3 separate regions of the Capra hircus genome follow, and all the other regions are linked to region 2. The links are chromatin contacts, called in public Hi-C maps. All regions are on one chromosome and are shown on one strand. The core of a region is the stretch at or near the end of the contact, and the rest is flanking DNA. Distances in the headings are between cores, read along the strand shown.

Region 1 (3,733 bases), core at 139-2,638, 230 kb before region 2:
TACTCTGTATTTACCTGTTTTATTTACACCAACGAAGAAAAACCAGTTTATAACTTCAGTTGTTAGTGACCACTCTCGGGGCCTTAACATTAAGCTTCAAGTATAATAAAGTTTACCTTCATGGCAAAACTAGACGGCATCATATTCTTAGGCCACTCAAATTCTGTTGTGTGAATTCGTATGCCAGATTCGAGTAAAAGCGTAGCTTTAAAGTCTGGTCTGTAGAAGAAAAAAGTCAAAATTTCTTTAGGGTCCTACCAGCACCAAAGGTAGGCTGCTTTTTTAAAAAAATAATAATAATTACAAAAGATAAAACAAGCCTATAAAATGCTCTTACTTTTGAAGACGAATAAGATACGTTTTATTATCCACATCGTAAACATTGTTTACTCTCATTCCTAGCAAGCTGCAAAGAGAAAGGAAACATGTAATAAATCATACTACCAACTGAAACATAAAACTTCCCACAATTTAAAGCGTAGGCGGAAGCACAGCCTGTAGAAGAGCGAATCTTTAAAGATAGGGGGTCAACCAGAGAGCAGAGGCTGAAGGCCAGCGACCTTCTGCCCAAACCTCGAATGTAACTGTTTTAAAAAAGTGACAGACCAGCTCCAGGAACCCCATACAATGCTTTGAGTTTTTTTAAGTGATCCAATATATATATTAGGAAATACAGTAAAATCTAACTCAATCACAGAAGAAAAAAATGTAAACGAAGCCCTGAGAAATATGACAAAGCTCACACAGTTAAATAATATTAATAAAAACCGAACTAGAAAGCAGATCTCTGGCCGAATCTATTACCTCCAGCTAAAACTCTTTGGGGTGCGGAGGAGAGTCTACCAAACCAAGCTTCTGGTGTGGAAACCTCTGGAACTAATGACTTACTCTGGTGTCCTGGCGTCCACCTGACTTCTTTAGTAAACGTTTCCTGCCAGACCGGGGCAACTCAGGCCGGCAAGCCGAGAGCCCTGCCAAAGTAGGACGCAAGACCTGGCGAGACCAGCAGCCCAGGACAGCCGGGGGGTGGAGCACGCGGCCGCCGGGGTCCCCCGGGTATCCTCAGGGCCACGGAAAGATGTCACGCGCTCGCCCACTCAGGCCTAGCCAGGTCTACAGGAGAACAGCACCCGGAGGTGGAGGGGGGGAGGGAAAACACAAGGCCCTTCTTATTTCTACGGTAGGGCCATGGCCTTTGCCTCCTGCACCCCCGCACAAGCTTGTTCACCCGACGTACGGTACCTGGCATTCAGCTCCGCAAGTACCGCACGGAGGTCAACGGTGCTAAAGCGGGTCTTCATGGCGAGCCTTGAGGGTCGCTACCGCAGTTTGCTCCACTGCCGGCCTGACTCAACGCCGCTACTCTTATGCGCAGGCGCACTAGGCGGATCTACGGCCGCGCAGAAGATCCAATACTCCTTGAAGCGAACGTCTTTGCGTCACATTTTGTGAAGCGTTCGGCAGTCAAGTCGTCATCGATTAGCTTTTCGTCGTACCAAAACAATTGGAAATAGATACAAATTATTCTCTTGAAACTGCATTCCTTCCTGGAAAGCTTACAAACTAGTCCGGTTACTTTGCTCCCTGGCCTCTCGGGATTCAAGCCAGCCTCCATAGTGACCCCTACTGGTCATAACAATTTATGAGCAACGTACTAGGAGGATTTCCCCAGGTACGGCTCTGTGTACCTGAGGAACTACCACTTTCCCTGGGGCGTACACTGTTGAAATTTAACGCAGTGGACTATTTCTTTCGCCCTACAGTTACCCTCAATGATCAAAGCAAACCATCTCTTAAAAAAAAAGTTCCTATTCTGATAAGTCTTGCTCCCTGAAGAGCATTTTGCTTTTACTGTGAGATTCTTATTCATTCTAGGTATTGGGAGGCCCTGGGCTCAACATAGTACGTGATATACAATGCTGCTACTGCTGCTAAGTCGCTTCAGTCGTGCCCGACTCTGTGCGACCCCATAGACGGCAGCCCACCAGGCTCCCCCGTCCCCGGGATTCTCCAGGCGAGAACACTGGAGTGGGCTGCCATTTCTTTCTCCAATGCATGAAAGTGAAAAGTGAAAGTGAAGTCGCTCAGTCGTGTCCGACTCTTCGCGACCCCATGGACTGCAGCCTACCAGGCTCCTCCGTCCACGGGATTTTCTAGGCAAGAGTACTGGAGTAGGGTGCCATCGCCTTCTCCGTGATATACAACAGGGGCTCCATAAATACTTGGCAACCTGATTATTCAGTTGTTTCGCTACATAATGGTGAAGTAAGATGAAAGATAAAAATGAAAAGATATTAAAAAATAAGAAAGACTTTTTTAAGGTAAGAACTCAAAAGAGACGGGGTCTCGCTATGTTGCCCAGGCTGGAGTACAGTGGCTATTCACAGGCGCGATCCCACTACTGATCAGCACGGGAGTTTTGACCTGCTCCGTTTCCGACCTGGGCCGGTTCACCCCTCCTTAGGCAACCTGGTGGTCCCCCGCTCCCGGGAGGTCACCATATTGATGCCGAACTTAGTGCGGACACCCGATCGGCATAGCGCACTGCAGCCCAGAACTCCTGAGCTCAAGCGATCCTCCAGCCTCAGCCTCCCGAGTAGCTGGGATTACAGGCGCGCGCCACAGCGCCCGGCGAGGAATTCAGACCTACCAGAATTCTAGGGTTTACCGGCTGCAAGTCGTGGCAAGCCGAATTCCCACCAGTAGAAGGCGACTCTAAGTAAAAACGGCTGGATGGATAATTTCAGAAGATACGGGAACTGATGCTCCAGTGGGCATCAGATGGCACAGTAAATCATGCAAAATAGATCAAAATATGGAATAAGCCACTTGATTTTAGGAAAGACGGGGAACCCCATTAACTTTAGTACAAACAGTAAAAGCGAGAGGTCTAACTGGACATAAACAATACTAAGGTTCTTATGCTGGCTCTTTCAGGCATTTCCCAAATAATGCCTAAATATTTTACATAAAAGCAATCCACATAGAAACGGATCTTCTTTACAAACAAAAACTGAAATACTTTATGGTAAAACACTACTTTAGGGCCCTTAGACCTAGACTCATGAGACAGGAGCAGGATACTAATTTAAGTTATACATAAGACAACCATTGGACTAACTCATACATAGCTTCTGCTTTCCCTCTCAAGGAAAATGAGCGTCAGAAGGAAAATACAAAGAAACGCATAAGGGGAAAAAGAAGATAAAGATAAGTGTTATAAAGAAACTATCATTTACTATGGAATTCTATCATTTCTGGGGTTTGGAATAATTTCTTGATTTTGAAAAACTTCTGAATCAGGGGTACTTAGAGACTTGTGAGAAAAATAAGAGGTAAGAGTAAATGGACAAATCATCTTCCCATTTTCAAAGAGAAAATAAAGGTGAATATCTGAAATCACTAACAGATTTTATTGGCATTTGTCCCAACTGAAAATTTAGAGGTAGTTATTTATGGATGACTGAAGCGACTTAGCAGCAGCAGCAGCAGTAGGATCATCTAGAGCTGTGATTTTCAAGCTTTGGTGTGATTCACTCATCACTGTGGTGATAATCAAAGCAAATTCCTGAACATGACACCAGAGATTTTGAATTAACTTTGGCTCAAGGTATCTGTATTTGTAACTGCCAAGATGAATAGGGCCTGTAGCCCGTACTTGGAAGTTTACTGATCTCAGAAAGATGAAGTGGTAATCATTAGGAACCAACAGAGTTTCACTTCAGGATAATTT
Region 2 (3,855 bases), core at 1,274-3,773:
TGTATTCTCCAAAAAATATATACATCATTAATATGTTCCTAAAAGCCAGCAACTTGTCTGATAAACACTGAAAACTTTCTCAGGAAAGACAAGAGTGTCACACTATTATTTTACATGGCTTTACAAATACTAGATCAACAAGTCAGAAAAGAAAAATAAAGGATCAGAATGGGGGTACTGGGGCAGGGGAGGCTGGAGGCAGTTGTTAGAATGGTGCGCTCTAAAGAATTCTCTCCTTGAGTTCATTCAAGCAGAATGTTTTCCCTACTCAAAATTACCACAATGTACTGGAACACAAAGTCACACTAGCCTCTCTGAAGGGTAATCCCTACAAAGGTAGATCTAATAGAGTACTCACCTCAAAATACTTTTTCTCGATTTCTGGATTTTTTCCCATTGTTCGCTGTTCATAACAACATATAATACAAGTCTCAGACCCACTGAGATCTTTTAGGGTTTTCAACAGTGGCTCCAAAGACTGTTCAAAAAGGAATATGATTTTTGTTAATGACTTTTAAAGACACATCTGTTTACTATAAAAGGGGGTAGGGGAGGCAGAGGAGATAATTATAACTCCCTTACAATTCACACATCTTTGAATCAATCCAACCGAGTAAACACGGTTACAGCTCTGTAACCAATGATTGGTAAACTCTTAACTAATCAACCATTGTATTGATTTCAGCTTCCAGAGGATGGATTCAAGTGACTGCATTTTGGAGTACCCACGGGTAAAAATGGAATTGACAGCATTCTTAAAGCTTACTCTAACAGGATTTAATCAATCAACAATTTACTTACAAAAGAAGGTCCAAATTCAATTTGAACATAAGTTGGTTCAATGTTCATTATTGTAAAAAAATGATTGATGCTTACAACACTATACAAACTGATATTCTAAAAGAAAAAAAATTCTATAAATATAATAAATGTTGCTCCAAAACAATCAATCCTTTAGGATGCAACTTACAGCTAACTTAAAAAAAAAAACAGAAAAAGAAATCTTAGCCTTTTACAGGAGATCCAGAAGAAAAAAATCCTTTAAAAATTTTACGGAAGCCTCTCCTAAAATGCACATAACACTTTCCTCAATAAGCTTCAGGGACCTCTATGTTAATCACGAGCACATATACGTACTTCCTGGTGACCTTTATTTTCTCTTTGTTCATCAACTATGGAACATATATCCTGCATTCAGAGATGTTAAAATGCTAAGTAATGCGTGCTCCAGAATCTTCGAAAAACAGTATAAGTCTTCTAAAGGAAGAGACTCCACTCATCAAATACTCACCTCTTCGTAGTATATGCAGTCAGCCATCAGTATATAGTCTGGCGGAGAAGGAAAGTCTTCTAATTCTTCCCCCCTTAAAAACGTCAACCACATATTTTAAACTGTTGCTTTACTAATTTAAAATAGTCTTGTTTTATAAAAAGACCCAGAAATCTCCACTCGTATTAATCATGCTTTCAGTGAAACGCAATTTAAAGCCAACTACAAATTGTTATCTTAAAACAAGCTGAAAGGCCATACAAACCATTTCAGTACCTTGGCTTGAACAGAACCAGTGACAAGATGCTTGTTCATATTAATATTCATCTTCAGCAAGTCTTGCAATTCCTCAAGATCGGTGACTATGACATCTGCCCTATAAAATAACGTTGATTTAGGTGTAGGCACAAGAGTGGGAAGCCAGTAATCGGGGTTCCCGAACAAAGCGGCGAACCCTCCCGCCAGGTCTTACCCGAGGGTAGCGGCCATGAGCCCCACAGCCCCGGTGCCTGAGCCCAGCTCTAGCACTGACCGCCGGCTCAGCGCGTGGGCCCCGTCGCCGGAAAATCCGGGCGTTTCCAGGTATTTAGAAAGGACAATGGCGGCGTCCCAAACAACGCAGCCCACGCCACCGGAGCCATACTGCTGCAGTCGTAACACCGTGCCATCTCGCTTCTCCAAAACTCGCACAAAGTTCCGCAGTGGATCCTCCCCAGAGGACTCCAGAGAAGCCGCCATCGCTGCCCGGCAACAAGATGCGTCGCACGCAGCGACGTCACATTCACGCGCACTATTCCGGGCCCCGCCTTGCCAGGGCCCCGGCGCATCCCGGTGGCGGAGTTGCGGCTACGGCGCGTGCGCGAAGGCACAAAGCTCGGAAGGCCGCATTCTTCCAACGGTGGGCCGCGGCACCCCTACGTGCGAGACCGTCTCATTCTCCCCTAAATTACAAGTGTGGCTTAACGAACGGGCAGTTTAAATCACTTTTCCAGACAACGCCAACCTGAGCGTTTTTACCTGACTGGAGACTGATTCACAGTCTTTTTTTTTTAAATTACTGGCTTTAAATCAAGGCAGCTTCCAAGATACTACCAAGGGTGGCTATAGTCTGCTCATCTCGAGTTCCTAATAGGCTCCTAAATTTTCATCTAAATGCATAAAACGGTTGCAGGAAGCTTGTGATTGCGTTTAACAGTGAAGACAGTTTCCCCTCTTCCCTCTAAAGTTTACATCACTTAAATTCTTTGGAATTATGGAATTTAAATTGCACGAAATAACTGAAAATAATGTGTGTATATGTATTACTTGTACAGAACTCGACAGTCTTACCCCCTTGTTCCTTATAATGAAAACACATTTTAAAAGTCTTAAAAATTAAGACTGGGGTGATTTATTAATCTTGTTAGGAACTCTGATACAAAGCACAGTAAAAGGCCACAGACCAGTAAATAAACAATGTGGCTTTTGGCTACTTTACAACTGCTGCTAGCACTAAGAGCAAAACACGCTTTTTCATCACTTTGAACAGAGGAGTACAAATGGCAAATAAAAGTTTTAATCACTTCTCTGATTAAAAAGTTTAATAAAGCTTTAACTGCTGGTTTAAATATTACCAATCTAAAAAAATACTTTAAAAAATTGTAGTTAACACGAGATTTATAGAGAAAGTTACTTGGTTTTGAAGGCAATGCAGTTGGTTCCTATGCCATAAGAAAATTATCCTCCGGATTTATGAATTAGTAAAGTAGCAGATTGTATTATAGGCCTTGAGTCACATAAATTTATATAGGTTATTAGCATTGTTTTTAAATATACAATATAAACAAAACTGTACATATATGGCATATTAACTTTGTTTTCCAAAACAATAGGCAACTCGTTAGCTAAAGACACCATAGTCTGCAAAAACAAAAAGGCACATCTGTACAAGATATATGCCCTTTTTCCCTCTATGACTGAGTTAGGTAGTCTTTACATTTTGACAAAATAATAAACACAGTGCATTCTATTATTTTCATTCTATTTTTCACTTTTGTCTTCAGCAGCAAATTCTGGCATTTAAGACATGGCATTGAAGAGTTTAAGAATAGTGGGTGTTATTCACAATTTTCGGTAAAAACTAGATGTAAAAGATGGTCAAAGAGGCTTAAAAATCAGTTATCACCACACACCCCCTATATGTGTGTAAATTCACTGCCTTAAATAGTCATCTGTTACTCAAATTTGAAAAAATCCACAAATGCACCATCCCCTTTCAGTGCAATCAACTTCACTTTAAACCATATTTTAGCAGAGTCTACAGTGCAAATATGAATTCCTTATACTGGCCTTTTGGCAGCACTGAGGATCCAAGACAAGGCAATGCTACTGATCACCTGAGGATAATGGTAAATGACTTCTGTATTTTTATTTTTCCAATTCTGAAAGGTTATTTGATCAGTAGCATTTTTGTAAGAGCATTATTTTTTAAAAAGTACTAAAATACTATGCCTTTTTTGAATAAATTAAAAAAAAATTTTACAAATACCATTCCAGTGTCAATGACTACATATGGCTAGGGTCATTGAGGAGTTTCTGCATTTTCT
Region 3 (3,704 bases), core at 663-3,162, 200 kb before region 2:
TCTGCCTGTCTTTATTTTGTAGAAAAACTTTAGCATCCTCAGCCTTCCCTGAGTTCCAAAGAATAAATTTAATCAGAGAAGTGAGAAAATGTAAAAACAAAGGAAAACAGTCAAGCAAGAAAAATAATAAGAGTTTAGCCATTAAGTCAAGTCAAGGACTTTTAGGGCCTCATCAAGGGCTATAGATAACATTCTGAGCCATGTCCTTTGAGCTGCTTTGCAGATACTGAAACTCCCACTAGGTGGAAGAAGTTAACTGTATGCTGCCCACAAGAATGTAGGCTGCAGACCAGCTGGAATCAGAAGGGTGATGATGTTGACTCCTAATTACCTCACCACCAATCAATCAGAAGAATGTACACGAGCTGATCACACACCCTGTAACCCTCTTGCTCATCCTATCTTTAAAAACCTTTCCCTGAGGGCCACTGAGGAGTTTGGGCCTTTTGAGGATTAGCCGCCTAGACTCTTTCCTTGGTGTCTGCAATTAAAGCTGCATTTTCTTTCACCACAACCTAGTGTCATTAGATTGACTTTACTTCACACAGTTAAGTGGACTCAAGTTTGCTTCGGTAACACCCCCATTTCATTTAAATCACTATATTTTGGGGTGTCTATTATTGCAGCATACTCTGTCCTCTAATTTAGGGAAGCTCACAGAGGAAACTCTGGCTAACCAAAACTCAGAAAGGGCAGGAACTGAAAGAGCTCGAGGCATCTCCAGGGCACCCCAAAAGGATGAATCAGCTTTGACCTCCTGTAAGGAGTCTGGTTTTCTATTTTGTGTTCTGTATCCTTCTACAATCACCCTTTTATACTCATATCCATTTTTAAAATCATAATTTTAAGTAAAACTTTTATGTTCTGCTTTTCAAATTTGTCACTATACTTTTAGTGGCAGTATGTCTCTCAACTTGATGTATAATTGATGACGATTTAAATTGAACTGCTATCAGTTACCCTAACCACTATTTCATTATTCTTATACTTTTCACCTGTATTATTTTATGAATTAGTGATATACATAATACCCAGTACAAAGTTAATTATGCACAAATTTGCATCAGTCACTTTTCTTCCAGCTTCATTGAGGAACAATTTTCAAATAAAATTGTAAGATATTTAAGGTAGCGTACAATGTAATGAATTGTGTCCATTGTAAAAGGATTCCTGCCATCAAGTTAACACATCCATCACCTCACGTGTTTCCTTTTTTTTTCGGGGGGAGGGGAACATTTAAGTTTTACTTTCTTAGCAAATTTCAATTGTACATCCAGAAGTGGGATTGCTGGATCATGTGGTCGTTCTGCTCTGACTTTCTTGACACACAGCCATACTGTTTTCCATAGCAGCTAAACTTGTTTGCAACCCCAACGATGCACAAGGTTTCCCTTTTCGCCACATCCTTGCCAGCTTTTATCTAGGTTTTTACTTATTAACAGTGCAGAAACCAAGGTTATGGGCTGTCTGGGGTTTTGCTCTTTCAAAACATAATCTGAATGAGTTAATTTTGAGGCACTAAATGTCAGAATCGATTCTGCATTCATTCCAAATGGAATGTCTCAACCTGTCTACACACGTCCATTCGCTTGCGCTCGAGTCATTTATAAATCAGTCCTTCAGGGGAACATTTATGGGGTCAGAACCAGAAGGTTTCTGCCCTGGCAGCCGGGAGAGAAGGCTTGTGGGTAAACCGGGTCCCGGCTTACCGCCTCAGCAACAATCAAGCAGGGGACTAGCCTAAGGCCCTGGGCTGCATAGCCGGAAGAGAACACCAGAGGAGAGCTGACGCGGTTGAAGAAAAGAAGGCGGAATGATCACCCGCCAAGAAGATACAGAACGAGCCCAGTGCACTGCTTCGAGCACCAACCGCCAGCTCGGTCCAGCCCAGCCCACTACAGAGGAATGAGGAAGTGGAGGAGGCTGGGCCTCCGAAAGGGAAGGTGGGGCCACCTGGGCAGGGAGAGGCGGGGCCGCCTGGGCTGTGAGAGGCGGGACCCGCAGGGCTGGAGAGGAGAGTAGCCGGGGGCCGGCGGCAGGTGGGGCAAGGAGGAGCGTGCGGTGGGACACGAGGGACGGTGCGGTGGGGAGGAAGGGGGCGAGAGGCGGGGTCACTAGGGGAAGGTGAGGCGGGGCTTCTCTAGGACGGAGACTCCGGAGGCGCAGGGGAAGAGCCGGGTGCCGCAAGGGGGCGAGGATCTCCGCGGTCTCCGGGTCTCAGTCCAGTCCTGGGCTTCCTCCTCCCAAGAAAGCCTCCCGGCCCCGCGGCCCCTCGCAACCGCGCGACAGTTTCGCTGCTGCGGACAGGATTTTCTTTATGATGGGTTATTTGCATTTCAGAGACACGCCCATATGGGCTAACCCCGATTCTGTTACATTTAATAAAGGAACAATGGATTAACGAGACGTAATAAACATTTACTTCCTGGCCACACTCTGAAGGAAAAGCCTTTAGTATAGTTAATACACAGTATCTCACAATGTCTATCAGAAGCTCATTTCTTCTGACAGGTTTTCAAATATCAGAATATAATCCTAAAGTGAACACAGTTACTTATACGGTGTCACGCTGCTAGACTTATAAATTAAACTTATGGGGTTATTGTCCTCAATTTAAATATCTTTTTACTTTTATGCGACAACCCACTCCAGTGTTCTTGCCTGGAGAATCGCAGGGACGGAGGAGCCAGGTGAGCTGCCGTCTATGGGGTCGCACAGAGTCGGACACGACTGAAGCGACTTAGCAGCAGCAGCAGCACTCCATTAAAACATGCCTATTAGTTACATTGATTTTGATCTGAGGTGAAATAAAGCACGTCTCCAAACCAAAACTTAATACATTAAAATCCTGATATTTAGCAAACTTTGTCGCAGTTATTGATTCTAACTCTTTACACCAATGTGGCAAAAGCTTTCTACTGTATTTAATTTATTCATTTTGAAAATGTTAGATTGCCTTAGAACGTTTCACTTTCACCAGATTAAGTTTGAAAAAGTGCTTCCTTTGAGGACACCATAGAATCAGACTAATGCCACACCCTGCCAGAATAATTGGCAAATTAATTTGCTTTTTTGTAACTTTCTATTCTCAAGGTTAATTATTTATCAAGGTTAGTATATTTGAACAGCCTCGCTTTCGGTATAGAAACAAATATTTTAAACTGCATACAGCTTATACTGACGAAGGCGAGAGAGGATCAAGATAATGTTCTTTAAATCATTCATTCATTCATCCAACAGTTAACTATTGAGCCAGCACCTGCTATGTGCTAGGTGTCCTGAAATGTTAACTATTAATTAATATTAGGGATACAAGTTAGATTAAAAGTATAAACAGAAACAAGGAAGTTGTTTGACATGATACAAATAGTCTAAGATACAGGATTATGTCTATTCACCTTGAACCTTGAGAAAAGGGCATAATTTCTAAGAGGAGAATGACTGGAATAGTTCTAATCTTGCATAACTGCTGGCCTCTGGTTATGACTAGTATAAAAATCCTAGGGCTTTCCCTATACAAAGGTGGTGAGGAGGGTAATATCTTCCCCTTGAACTCCTCCCCTTACCTTGAATCAGTGGAAGCTCATTGAGGCCTTCTAAGGTTAAAATAGCAATGTACTTTCACTTTTATTTTGGAGAGGGAAATTTTAAACTTTTGGAGTGTGGTTTAGACAGCTTCTTATTGAGATTTCATGTGATGATTG

The links. Hi-C and Micro-C count contacts between places; a contact is called where the count stands out from the background.
Region 1: a contact with region 2 is called in a Hi-C map of blood, with 2.7 times the contacts expected there. The contact joins the promoter of NEMF here to the promoter of VCPKMT in region 2. A contact is called at or near these places in 3 of 5 Hi-C or Micro-C datasets (blood and liver).
Region 3: a Hi-C map of blood shows a contact between it and region 2, with 2.6 times the contacts expected there. The contact joins the enhancer-like site here to the promoter of VCPKMT in region 2. A contact is called at or near these places in 4 of 5 Hi-C or Micro-C datasets (blood and liver).

Annotation. Positions count from the first base shown.
Region 1 is chr10:60,216,934-60,220,666 of ARS1.2, reverse strand. NEMF (nuclear export mediator factor NEMF) reads right to left here and starts at 1,388. Exons shown (of 33, transcript XM_005685629.3): 1 at 1,243-1,388; 2 at 338-406; 3 at 117-219. The coding sequence starts at 1,301.
Region 2 is chr10:59,990,680-59,994,534 of ARS1.2, reverse strand. VCPKMT (protein-lysine methyltransferase METTL21D) reads right to left here and starts at 2,523. Exons shown (of 5, transcript XM_013967055.2): 1 at 1,743-2,523; 2 at 1,547-1,646; 3 at 359-478. The coding sequence starts at 2,008. It overlaps SOS2 (son of sevenless homolog 2), which reads right to left. Exons shown (of 23, transcript XM_018054371.1): 23 at 2,636-3,855. The coding sequence ends at 3,831.
Region 3 is chr10:60,194,814-60,198,517 of ARS1.2, reverse strand. No RefSeq gene overlaps it. Among named protein-coding and RNA genes, the nearest start is that of ARF6, 16 kb to the right of the region's middle. Within about 2 kb of position 1,912, at least 4 of the 5 cell types and tissues checked have an H3K27ac peak or open chromatin away from gene starts, as enhancers often do.